Linked DNA regions of Zea mays: region 1 is linked to region 2. Evidence: chromatin contacts called from public Hi-C data. All regions are on one chromosome and are shown on one strand. The core of a region is the stretch at or near the end of the contact, and the rest is flanking DNA. Distances in the headings are between cores, read along the strand shown. Region 1 holds the start of Opaque11 (Opaque endosperm 11). Region 2 holds the start of LOC103646450 (nicotinate phosphoribosyltransferase 2).

What was found. Hi-C and Micro-C count contacts between places; a contact is called where the count stands out from the background.
Region 1: a Hi-C map of leaf shows a contact between it and region 2, with 5 times the contacts expected there. The contact joins the promoter of Opaque11 here to the promoter of LOC103646450 in region 2. A contact is called at or near these places in 6 of 25 Hi-C or Micro-C datasets (bundle sheath, ear, endosperm and 1 more).

Annotation. Positions count from the first base shown.
Region 1 is chr2:53,751,821-53,758,162 of Zm-B73-REFERENCE-NAM-5.0, forward strand. Opaque11 (Opaque endosperm 11) reads right to left here and starts at 2,513. Exons shown (of 3, transcript NM_001349055.2): 1 at 1,275-2,513. The coding sequence starts at 2,495. It overlaps LOC100193497 (Ubiquitin carboxyl-terminal hydrolase), which reads right to left. Exons shown (of 11, transcript NM_001138611.2): 4 at 6,176-6,276; 5 at 5,862-6,089; 6 at 5,465-5,533; 7 at 5,197-5,328; 8 at 4,963-5,097; 9 at 4,816-4,878; 10 at 4,597-4,731; 11 at 3,886-4,438. The coding sequence ends at 4,157.
Region 2 is chr2:53,564,535-53,570,348 of Zm-B73-REFERENCE-NAM-5.0, forward strand. It overlaps LOC103646450 (nicotinate phosphoribosyltransferase 2), which reads right to left and starts at 3,648. Exons shown (of 16, transcript XM_008671185.2): 1 at 3,248-3,648; 2 at 2,220-2,417; 3 at 33-177. The coding sequence starts at 3,423.

The DNA.
Region 1 (6,342 bases), core at 1,263-3,762, 190 kb after region 2:
GATTAGAACGATGGAAGAGGCAACATTGGAAGGTGGCGATTTGAGTTACATGGAGGGTATGTTGAAACCTCGGGCTGAGGCGGGCTTTAAAAAGCCCAACGACAAATCTCAGAGATCGATCCCACTCAAAGGCTAACACAGTAACACTGAGCCATAGAAAGAGGCACAAGCCCGTCCCTGGACATCGCTTTTACCGATTGGTCTAGGCTCTTTTCAGGCTTGAGTGTCTAAATCCAGCCTGTTCAATGCACTAGTTCTAGCTGGCATATATGATTTCTCAAGAAGCTAGTAGTTAAGTTTTGTGGTTTCTTCTTATTTATTTTGTGAGCTGGATTTCGATCGAAAACACTCGTAGCTGGCCTGGACTAAATGACACGTAGTACTTCTAAGTGCATATCAGACGGATCCAAAGCCAACTGGATACATTCTTCTTCCTCTAGATCAACTTTCTTCCTTATTTGAATCTGAAATCCACATCCAGTGCTCATCTTCAGCGGCGTCATGCTGAATAGCAGCCAATCCGTCAACATGCTAATTCATCCAATAGCCTAATGTTGAGATTCTATGTTTGGTTCTCGGCTATCTGCTCCACAACTTGTCTAAGGTGAGTCGACTATATTGAATAACTAACTTTAGACAAAAAAAAAATTATAGCAAGTTCGGCATTGAACCAAACAAGCCCGAACACGCTACTTAGTACTATATATATTCTAAATTATAAGTTGTTTTAACTTTTCTAAATATATAATTTATTTGTTTATTATTTATTATATCTAGACACAATGTCTATCTTTATATTATATCAAAAATTGTATCTAGAGGAGCATGACGACTTATAGATATAGAGTATTTGGTTCTCCACGGTAGCAGGTGCTGTCATTGCCTTCTTAGTTTTTGCATCCAAATAGGAGATCCAAACCCTAACCTAGCCGCTCGATAGCCATGGAGGATGCAATGCAAAGACACGGAGAAGGTAGAATTCGAATGTGGGGAACTCCATAAATGCTTTAATAATAAGAAATACAGAATTTTCCCACATTTAGTTCTAATGATCACAACATTGCCAAAGCAAGCACTAATAAGTAAAAATCTAGGATTCACAACAACACATGCAGTTGATGATTTGCATATGAACAGAAGGAACTGCGAAAACAGTCCAGAAAAAAAGGAGCGATTTCTTCAGATTGCGAGCACACATCATCTCGACATCGCTCATGTAGAACTTCAATCAAGAAAAGAAAAATGGAAAGAGAGACATGCACGTATACACTAACCTTGTCGGGGAGCTGCGGGAGGAGCGCGTGTAGGGTGCTGAACATGTTCTTCATCTTCTTCCTCCGCTCCCTCTCCGTAAAGATGTGCAAGTCGTGGTCCACATCCTCCACCGCGGCGGCGTTGCCCTTCCCGCCGCCACAGCCCACGCCGGCCTCACGGGCACGTTGTTCTCCAGCTACGTTGCTCTTTCCCTCCTTGGCGTTGCTCTCGCCGGAGTCGGCCGCCGACGGTCTGGCAGCCTTGAACGACCCAGCGTTGTTGTCCTTGCCGCCGGCATGGAGGCGTGGCACCACCTGGATGGCGGGCTTGGATCCGGCGCCGTTGTCCTTCCCGGCATGGAGCGCCGCCGATCTGGTGAGCCTGGACGATCCGGCTCCGGCGTTACCGCCACCGCCCGCCTGGATTGCGAGCTTGGTCCTGGCTTTGTTGTCCTCGCCAGCATGGAGCAACACCGGGCTGGCGAACTTGGGCCGCCCGGCGTTGTTGTCCATGTCTTTGCTGGCATGGAGCACTGCGGGGTTTGGGAGCCTGGATCCGCCGCTGTCGTTGTCATTGCCGGCATGGAGCGCCGCCGGGCCGTTGAGCTTGGATCCGGTGGTGCTGGTCACACTGGCGTGGGGCACTTCCGGGCCGGCGATCTTGGATCCGCCCTTCTTGTCATCGCCGGCATGGAGAACCGCCGGGTTGGCGAGCTTGGACTGGGCGGCGTTGCAGTTGCGCACGCCAGCATGGGACCCGGCATTGTTGTCGTCGCAGTCATGGAGCATCCTTGGGCTAGCGAGCTTGAACTCATCAGCGTTGTTGCCCTTCTCCTCGCCGGCAAGGAGCGATGCCGGGCTCGCGAGCTTGAGCTTGGCCTTGTTTTCCTCGCCGGCAAGGAGCACCGCCGGGCCTGCGATCTTGGACGCCGCGTTGTTGTCGTCGGCAGCATGGAGCACCGCCGGGCTGGCGGTCTTGGACGACGCCGCGTTGTTGTCCTCGCCGGCAGAGAGCACCGCCGGGCTGGCGGTCTTGGACGACGCCGCGTTGTTGTCCTCGCCGGCAGAGAGCACCGCTGGGCTGGCACACTCAGACGACCCGCCGTTGTTGACGGCGCTGGCCAGGTTGCTGACAGAGCTGGGGTTGGAATCAGCCGGTGCAGGGATGCTGCCGTGGGGGGCGGTGGCCTGATCATGGCTCCCCACCACTTCTTGCGGCAGGTTGGCTCCTTCCTGAGACATGGCGCGGTGGATGCAGGAGGAGAGGAGGGTGGGCAGGGTCGCAGGGGGGATCGGAGGGGGAGTGGGGGATTTGCGATGGAGAAAAGATTTACACCACCAACAGCATTTTTAGCAGCTTGTGTGCCTCATCATCAAGGTTACAGATAGCATAAAGCGCCACATATTGGCTGAAATTATATTTGTCGTTTAACGATATAAGCGCAGTATATCGGGTAATAAGGAGTTAAAAAAAAGAATATCAAACATGTTCCACATGGGGGGGGGGGGGGGGGGGGGGGGGGGGGAATCGGGCGATAAATGTTAAAAAGAATGCTAGTGTAATGGCAAACTTACCTAATATGATATTGCATATCTAGAATTTTTTATGACCAAGACACATAACACTCTGACATTCAAGACCCATTTCTGATTCAGAAGAGGAGCTCCTGAACTCATCCATCTCACCATTTCCATGCATCTTGATCCACGGGAGAAGGTGGTGTTGAGGACTACGGTTCCTTCTTCCCGCTCAATTTGAAATCAGGTTCCATATATCTATATATGTCACTCGGGCTGGGACGTGGTATTGGGCCCAAATATATAAGACTGGCCCATACACAAGTTGGCGCGTATCCTCATTCATTCTAGGGGGGTCACATGGCGATACATCGCTGTTCGGCGGCGGTATTCTTGAATCCTTTTGGTACTGGCAATACCATAGACCATACCTTGTTCAAGAACCAAAAATATTTTTTACCACGGATAATAAATCGCTGCTAGTTTCGAATTGCGAGCTGGCTCGGCAAACATTTTGGCAGGTACCGCAGGAAAAACAGGTGAAAGGCATGCTGCATCGCGTGAAGGGCTGCTAAAATAATTCCCTTACGGCAGAGTTGCAGTTTTCCAGCTCTCGGAAACGCCTGCTAACAAAAGATAGAGCCGTTCCAAAAGATACAGCTGCTTATCAATTGGCGTGATTAGCCAGTTGTCCATAGTGATAGAGATCGCCCCCTTTTTTCTGGTCCCACGGAAATTGCATTTGGCTTCAAGTGCAACCTTCTGCATTTGGCTTCTCATACCGTCTTCTCTCTCTTTTTCCTTTTTTTCTGAAAAAGAATATTTTTAGGGTTAATTTAGAAACTTCATTTTTTCAAGAAATTCCTATTTTCTAAAAAAAATAAATTAATTTTTTAAAGAAAAATAAAAATCCCTTAAAAAAACATGTTCCCAAACTAGTACTTATAGTGGAACTGCATTTTGGCATTTTATTACGCTGTTCGCTGTACCTCCCTATATAAAAAGAAAACAGAAACTACGGTGAGCCGAAAGTTGATTAACACGCATTTCATCGTCAGCAGAACAAAACTCACACGATCCACCATCTGCTGCTTACAATGTCGCAAAACAATGGTGATCTGATTTATTCTCAAGAGGAAGACCTCACTGACGTATTGCATGAAGAATTATTTTAACGTTTGCAAGGACCCAAAAAAAAAGTAGGCCACACTGCCTAAGACACGCCTGCAGTCCACGTCGAGATGCCGAGAGGCTTTGTTTTTTGTGCCACAGCTAGTTTCCTCGTCTACTTGGAAGCTCACGGTACCGCTAAGAACATCAGACTCCTCACAACAAAACTGTCCTAGATTTTGTTATGATGCACACGTTAGCTACTCAACAAGCGGCTACAATCTCTCGTAGAAAAGGAGCGTGGCCTCCGCGCGCAGTACATCCTCCTCTGGAACTTCTGACACGTAGCCGTCTGAGATGTAAAACCACCGCTTGCCAAGGCCTGCAACAGGTTTGCCTGGATCATCAGGGTCAGGATTCGACGCGACTCTCCTGTAGACTGCGTAGTGCCCTCCTCCACACTTCCCGTAGTGCTCCACGACGGCCGCGAGACCGTATAACTTGCTCCTTGATAGCTGCGGTGGTGATGATGAACTACTGGACACGTCAGCATTAGCCTGAAAATGGCGAGCGATCAGATTATTCAGTTGCCGGTAGTAAAAATTTATAATTGGAGTAACCAACCACGTGAATCGAGTGGCCACTATTGTTCGCTGCTTCCTCCTTACACGGCTGGCTTGGTAAGTACCCTCCAGTAGGTAAGACGTCTGCTCACCTGCATATTCAGTTGCCGGTATAGATGGAGAGCTTGCTGGCCATCTCTTTGCGCATTCATTGCTAAAGGTCCAGCACTCGACGCGCCTCCCGTAAACGGGGACAGATTGAGAAGCAAAGGGAAAGAAATATGTCCCTGCGGCCGAAGCACTGATCAACCGGTGCGCTAATTATATTGTGTGGTAGAGTTACCACGTGTCACATATAGCAGCGGGCTTACCTGATGTTTGATGGGCTCGCCGTCAAGACCGACTGAAGCGCGTAGAAAATGAATGCACAGAATCTGGAAGAGGACATATTGGTGGAGGTGTTACTTAATTTTATGACAGTTGATGTGAGTCTCAACGAGTACTTCAATTTTGGATACCTTCGGGCACTGACTGATAATCAGCTGCTTTGTTGCTCGTGAAGATGATGAACATGGCAGTGACTCCAGGGGGAACATATCCCTGCAACTGCAAGTGCCATAGTCGACACAGGATTGAAGCTTGCTAACCTTTTCCTGTAACAGTTATCAATGTAGTTGTCATACTCAACATTGCAAAGGGCGCAATAGAATTTGCAGTGCAGTGATAATTAATACAAAGTTGAACATAATTACCTCATCAACTTCTGATCTAAGAGAAAGATATTTGGCAGCAATGATGTGCCAACACCGGTCACAACGATAGTTGTCAAGATGCTCCACCACAGTGAAGTACTTTAGGCAATCCACCAAACTACACCCACTGGTCTAGTGTCATGACATAGGATAAACGTAACAAACAAAAATACCATTAATGAGCATAAAATGGACAGCGAATGAATAATTTTTTTTAAAAAAAACTTGAATCATCCAATGAAATTTAGGAAGGTTGACGCGGATATACAATATCTCCATTTGCATTAAGGACTGGCGAAAGAGGCAAGCAGTGGAAATTCTCGAAGTCCAATGACAGCTGTGAGATATGTAACAAGGGAGAACATTAAAATTAACAAAACAGGAGTATTTTAAGCTAACTGTCAAAATGCGCAAAATAACTGATTGGCAATATGAAAATAGCATCACTTGTTGTTGGCTAAATTACTTCCATAATAATAATTCTTTAATTTTACCACGGCTAGGAAAGGTAGGGGCATGCACTGGACATCGTGTCAATATCTATGTATCCAGTGGTATATCCGGAACAAAATGCATTCATATATGAAAGACAACAGTAGGTTACTTTTTTATAAGCCACAGTTCAACAGTGACAGAATAAGAAGCATAGGAAATTAGGAATCTACCACAGAAGAACAGTTTCTGCAAGACAATATGCTGCCAACTGTCCCATCAAAGGGGCCAAATAGGTTTTGTTTCCAGCGCTTGCATTCAGGCAGGTTACCTTCCCTTTGCTTGTATACTTTGGAGTCAGAAAGGGTGATGTCTGCCAGAGAACTCCTATGTGGTACATAACAATGGGCAAATTCATCCCTCAATGAGATCAGAAGATGGAGAAAAGCTTCTGAAGCATCCTATAAGGAAAATTAGTTCTTATGATGACTGCACATCTAATGCAATACTAAAAAATGAAAACAAGATAGAGAAGTAAATATTATACCTGCTGTCTGGTCAGATTGAAGTGACCAACATACAAACTCAAAGCATGCATTACTCCATGTGGATTCAACACAGTCCTTTCATCTCGAACTATGATTAAGTCTGCAACATGCAAAGCTCAAGTACAATAATAACAATTTGTGAGCATGTAACAAAAAAGCATTTATA
Region 2 (5,814 bases), core at 2,398-4,897:
AAGAGGCTACTCATGTATGGATGAGGTGATACCGCACATGTTGGCATGACTGATTGCAGGAAAGAAATGTCATGTTCTGTGAACTTAAAATTCGCCATAAATTTGATGCACTCCTCAAGGCCAGCAAAAACAGTGAACTCCCCACCAAATGGATTTTTCCTAAAGTACAGGTCAAACCTGTGAAAGAAAAAGGATTCAAGTCAGAATTAAGTTGACAAAGCTATTACGTGTGATACATTATTTCTATCCATAGACAGATTGTATCCACTGAAACTCAATCAGAAGGCTTGAAACTAGATTCACTGAAAGGTTTATGGAGGACTAGAACTTGCATGAGGAAGCAGACAACAGGCAGAAATGTTTTCTTGGTCGTAATAAGACTAAAATGCAACAAGATGGGTTGCATTGGATGGACATTCAAATTGCTACTAAGTAGTCAGTTCCCAACTTCCCATGAAATGACAAAGATTATTTTGTGAGTTCCAAGGATTAGAAATTCTTGAACCTTTTTTCACCAATTGTCTGAATTCATTATAGATGCATGGTTTTGAAAATTTGCTGAGAGATTGAAATTCAATGACCATAAGCTCCAAGTCAATTCCGGTAATCTTTATTTTAGGGTCTCCATGGTCACGGGTCTAGCTGTTTATATTGCGGTATTTCTACCTATAATCTAGTGTATGTGGGTCTGTGTAAAGTTGTATGAGGTTTTCTTCTTGCCTCACCTATTCTTCTTAATATAATGATACGCAGCTCTCCTGTGTTTTTGAAAAAAAAATCTGGGATGTCTGGGAGTGTCCTGAATCAGGCCTGCGTGCCTATCTGGAAGAAAACTTTGTGTAATAATCCAGTAGGCGTCGTTTCCCCCCTTGCCGTGATGTTGTTCACCTGCATCTTGATATGTCGAACTCTAGTAGTTCTTTGTTCTGCTACCCTGTCTCTGTGTTGTATTTCTATTATGAAAGTAATATAAATGGGGAATCCCCTTGTCAAAAAAAGCTCCAAGTCACTCTAGTAGTACTTTTGCCCTTTAGGCCCTATGAAATACACAAGTTGCCATTTTTCCTCGACTCTAACAATACCAAGGCCTACCATTAACTTTCCATAATGCCACTTGCATTACATTTTCCTAAATTTGAGATAAAAAATATTTTAACATTGGCATACTTTATTTGGAGTCACGTGGAGGCATCTCTGGTGCAATCTAGGGAGCTGCTGAGGTAAATTAAAAACCGTTGCTTTATGAGAAGCCGACAAATATTTTAATACTGTGGACAAACAACGTTTTAATACAATGCATACAAGGAAGTTCTATCCATATGAACTTAAGGGTATGGGGCACATATGACCATTAAGAACTAGGGTTACATTCCAAGACATAGAGAAGATCGCTTCACACAAAGTTCTTGTTTACCTCAGTATCGACCAAGAAGTTTTGCACTGTCATGCTGTACGAGCAATATATAAAACAGCCCAGGGTAGTTTCAAGGTACCTTCCTAGAATATTCTTTGAATGACACAATTATAGCTTTTCCCCCATAAAAACTCCCCTGTTCCTGAACTAGCAGCCAACACACATATGATGATATCACCTTGTTTTTTTCTAAAAAAAGGAGTTTTCTGCAACTAAAATATGCAACTATTTTAAGTCAAAGTTGCTTTCTTGCATACGTTTGTGATTGTACACATTTCAAACCTTGGATGGCCAAAGCAAATAAATATAAAACCCAGAGATGAATTGATTGACTTGTTTGTTTACTCAAGCAGTAAATGTCATTCATCTGTTTGTCTATTCAAATGTCCACGTACCTTCTGAATTACATCATAATAATACTCATGTGTCATGTCATATGCAAATTGTGAAAAATATCCAAGAGATACAATTAGAACTAGGAAAAAAAGGTTTGGCTCCTAAAGCCAACTTAGGATAAATTAACACCAAATGCAGAATATACCTCTAAGAAGAGCACGATAATCCCAAATGAATGCATCGTCCACTCCAAACAAATAAAAACAGATAAATATCAACATCGACAAGGAGCAATTAAAATTGCACAATGGAAAGGGCTCAGCGGAGAAATACAAGGTTGAGCAATGAAAATGAAAGCCCGGTTTGAACACAGTACAGCACAAATCAAAATACTAAAGGTGGCATCCCACTTGCTCAGTTTTTACATCGGCAACATTGTATTAGCAATAGAGAATGCATATTGACATACATCAACTGTAGATGTCGAGACGAAGATATGTTTGAAATCAGTGGCGGATCCATGCAGTGGTGAGTGAGGTCTGGCGCTCGCCACAGCTGAGATACGGCGAGAATACCTCCGGTCGGTGCTGAACAAAAACATGCAAGCCTACCTGGCAGCTGAGGGTGTGTAGTTCCTGCTTTACGTGGCTCATGGGCTTTTAGAGTTCTGGTAAAAAAAAGGTATCGTATAAGGCGTTGCCATCTTGCCAACGGTTCAGCAGTTCAACGATTAGATCAATCTCATGTTCTTCTCTTGGGCCATGACGGGGAAGAAGGAAAAATAAAATTGCATCCAATAATTCTTTCTACTAGTTTAGTTGTTTGTCACATGATTTATCAGATTATGCACTGAATTGTTTATAAGGTACGTCATCAGAAATTGTTTTTTTAGTTTAGCATATTTGTATGGACATGTTTATTGTGCTCGTTATATTTGTAATTTCAAATTTTGGAAGTTTCGCCGTAGGTAGATTTAAATCCTGACAGCCACTGCTTAAAATATCACTGCTGGGGCAAGAGAAAAATCTAACTAGACACGAAAAGGATTCCGAAAGCAAAACCAGAGCACCAGATCGAAAATAAAATAAAATACTCTGAACAATCAATGGTCCACGATGTAAAAAAACACACCGTCTTAGCCCACAGTGGTGGGAAAACAATAAGAGGGAAAATCAGCAATACCAAATAACCGATCCTACGAGAACTAACGCTCCCAGCACATTGATCAGAACCAAAAACGAGAGCACAGCACTAGCAACAGAACAGCAACAAGGGAATTGCGGCAGGGAGGGACCGAGCTCCAATCCAATACATGGCCCTGAAAGCCCCATCCCTCAAAACCTAACACGGCACGGACAAACCGTCCCGACTCCCGCCCACCACCCTCACGACAGTCGACAGATCACAACCTCCCGATCCAATCCAATCCAACCGGCACCGCTGAACAAATTGCGCACGGGCACAGCAACGAAGCGGGGACAGGGAGAGGGCGCTCACACGGCTCGGTCGGCGTGCTTCCCGGCCTTCCAGTACGCGTAGGCCATAGAGAACTGGTATTGATCGGTGAGCATCGCCGTCGCCATGGGGTTAGTGGGCGCTCCCACCGCCGCGGCCACCCCCGCGAGGGAGCCGTTGGCGCTCGCGGGCGGCCCCGACGTCGCTGGTGCTGCCATCCTGGCCTCCCCTCCGGCCTCCGGAGAGAGATTTCTGGAAGAGTGGAAGGTGGCTCCGCCTAGGGTACGCTTGCGTCCTGGACGGGGCGAGAGAGGCTGCGCCGGAACCCGGAAGGAGGACAGGAGGAGGCGGGAGCGGAAACAGCTGGACTGCTGGAGACCCGAATGACGGAATGAGGCGGGTGGAGGCGGAGAAGGCAGGGGCCCGAATGGAATTTGTGAGCTTGGCCGGGATCTGGGCGGTACGTACGGTATGGATGTTTGATTTATAGAAACTAATTTATTTTATTTTATTTTAGGTTCTAAATTAAAACTAAAACTCTAATTTAGTTAATAATTAAGAATTAAAATAGAATAAAGTGGGTAGATTAAAAATTAGTCTCCCTAAACCAAAGGATCCCTATCAAATAGTAGTAGTATGTGTTACAAAGTATTGTCATGTGATCAACCCTCTCCCCCTGACAGTTTTCTCCCAAGGGACACACCCCTTGGAAGACACTGTATTCACATGTATATAAACCAGATTCTCTGCAATAAAGAACTACTACTGTCATTTGTCTCTCTCAATTCTCATTTACCACTGAGTATATTATAACACGTTATCAGCACCACTCGATCAGAGAAGCGAGAGATGAAGGGAAAATGAAGAACTGCCCTACGCGTCACCGACGCAGCGCTTTCTGTAAGGATCATGGCGCGCGTACTGGTTTACGCTCATCCAGAGAAAAGTAGGATGTTATTACCCTTTTCTGATGTGTTCTTTTGGCACTGTCGTTCTTTCAATTTCTACACAAATTGCATGATGGACATTGCCTGGTTGTGGCTACGCGGACTGCAGAGGCAATTAACGCTTGCCAGATTGCACCTCACGAACGGGCAGGGCCCGCTCCTGGCCGGAGGCCGCGCTGGGTCTGCGCTTGGCCGGAAGTGCCCTGGCCGAGGCCGCGCGCCCTCGCGCTGAGGCCGTGCGCTCGCCCGCGCGAAGCCACGCAGGGGCCACACGAGTCCGCCGCGCCAGATCTTGCGCCGGGGCCGGGGACGACGCCCTGAGCCGCCAGGGCTGGGACCGCGGCCGTTGTGCCTGAACCACAAGGGGCCGCGCGCCGCCGTTGGAGGCCGCTCGCCTGACCGGGCCCGCGCGCACCCGCCCGCCTGGCCGAGCCTCCCACGGCCGAGCAGCGCGCTCGCACCGGGCCTCTGCGCCCGTGCCGAGCGGAGGGGTCGCGCCTGTGCAGCCGGGGACGCGCCGGCGTGCCGCCAGGGGGCCGCGCCTGTGCAGCCAGGGCCGCGCTGCCCGGGACCGCGAGCCGGGGCCACCGCGCCCGACCTGGCGCCGTTGGGGCTGGGCCGCCGTGCCGAGGCCGTACTCGCGTGGCGCCCGCGCCGGGCAACCTCGTCGCGCGCTGCCATGCCCGCGCGTCGTGGTTGGGCAGCCGCTCCCGCGCTCGCGCCCTGGCAACCGCCGCAACTGGCCGGGCCGCCTGCCGGCGAGCCGAGGCATAGGGGTCGCGCCCGCGCGCAAGGCTGCCCGTACAGCCACCGCGGTTGCGCCCGCTGTGCGCGCCCCAGCCTGGGCCGTGCACGCGCCACCGGAACACGTGCCCAAGCGCCCGGCCGGGTCCGCGCCGCCGGAGGAGGCGGCGGCCGTCCCTGTCCATGGTGATGGACGGTTAGGGTTTTAACCCTAACGGTTGATTTTATATGCCGGTTCATGGGCCGGTTTCAGCCATAGATGGGCCACGAGCGCCCGACTATTTTTATTTTTATTTATTTTCTGTTCAATTACTTTCACTCAGTGTTGAGAATCTAAATTTGAATATTTAGACTTCTGATGAGATATGTAATTGTACATACTTGTCTGTTTTTATTATAAAAAATACAGATTTGATAGTAAATTATATTATTTTTACATTTATATTCACATATTTTCGACTTGCTTTGTTTTTGCATTCTTTATGATTGCATGGAAAACATAGCACATATAATAAGTCGAAACTGAATGGTCTACATGCAACATGAGGTTGCAGTTTATGGGTGAAAGCATAGGGTGATGGAGTCCTAAGCATTGGCTGCGCTAAATTCTTTATAGAATTTAGTAGCCCAGAGACCGTGCTTTAGGCCGCATTTGAAATGCCTATCACTATGAGGTCTACATCTTTTGAGATGATTACCTATACGTGCTACCCAAAAAGATCACGGACCATGCAGGCGTCGCGGGCTATGGAGCCAGGCTGGACGCTGCAGTCATGCTGACTGCTACAAGAATTCTTTTAATTAAGTTCTACTTAATTAAATGATGAATTCTTTCAAAATATGATACATATCTTGAACTTGGGATTATTTCAACACATGATGGAGATCTAGGCTTTGGCTGCAATAAGTTCTTGGAAT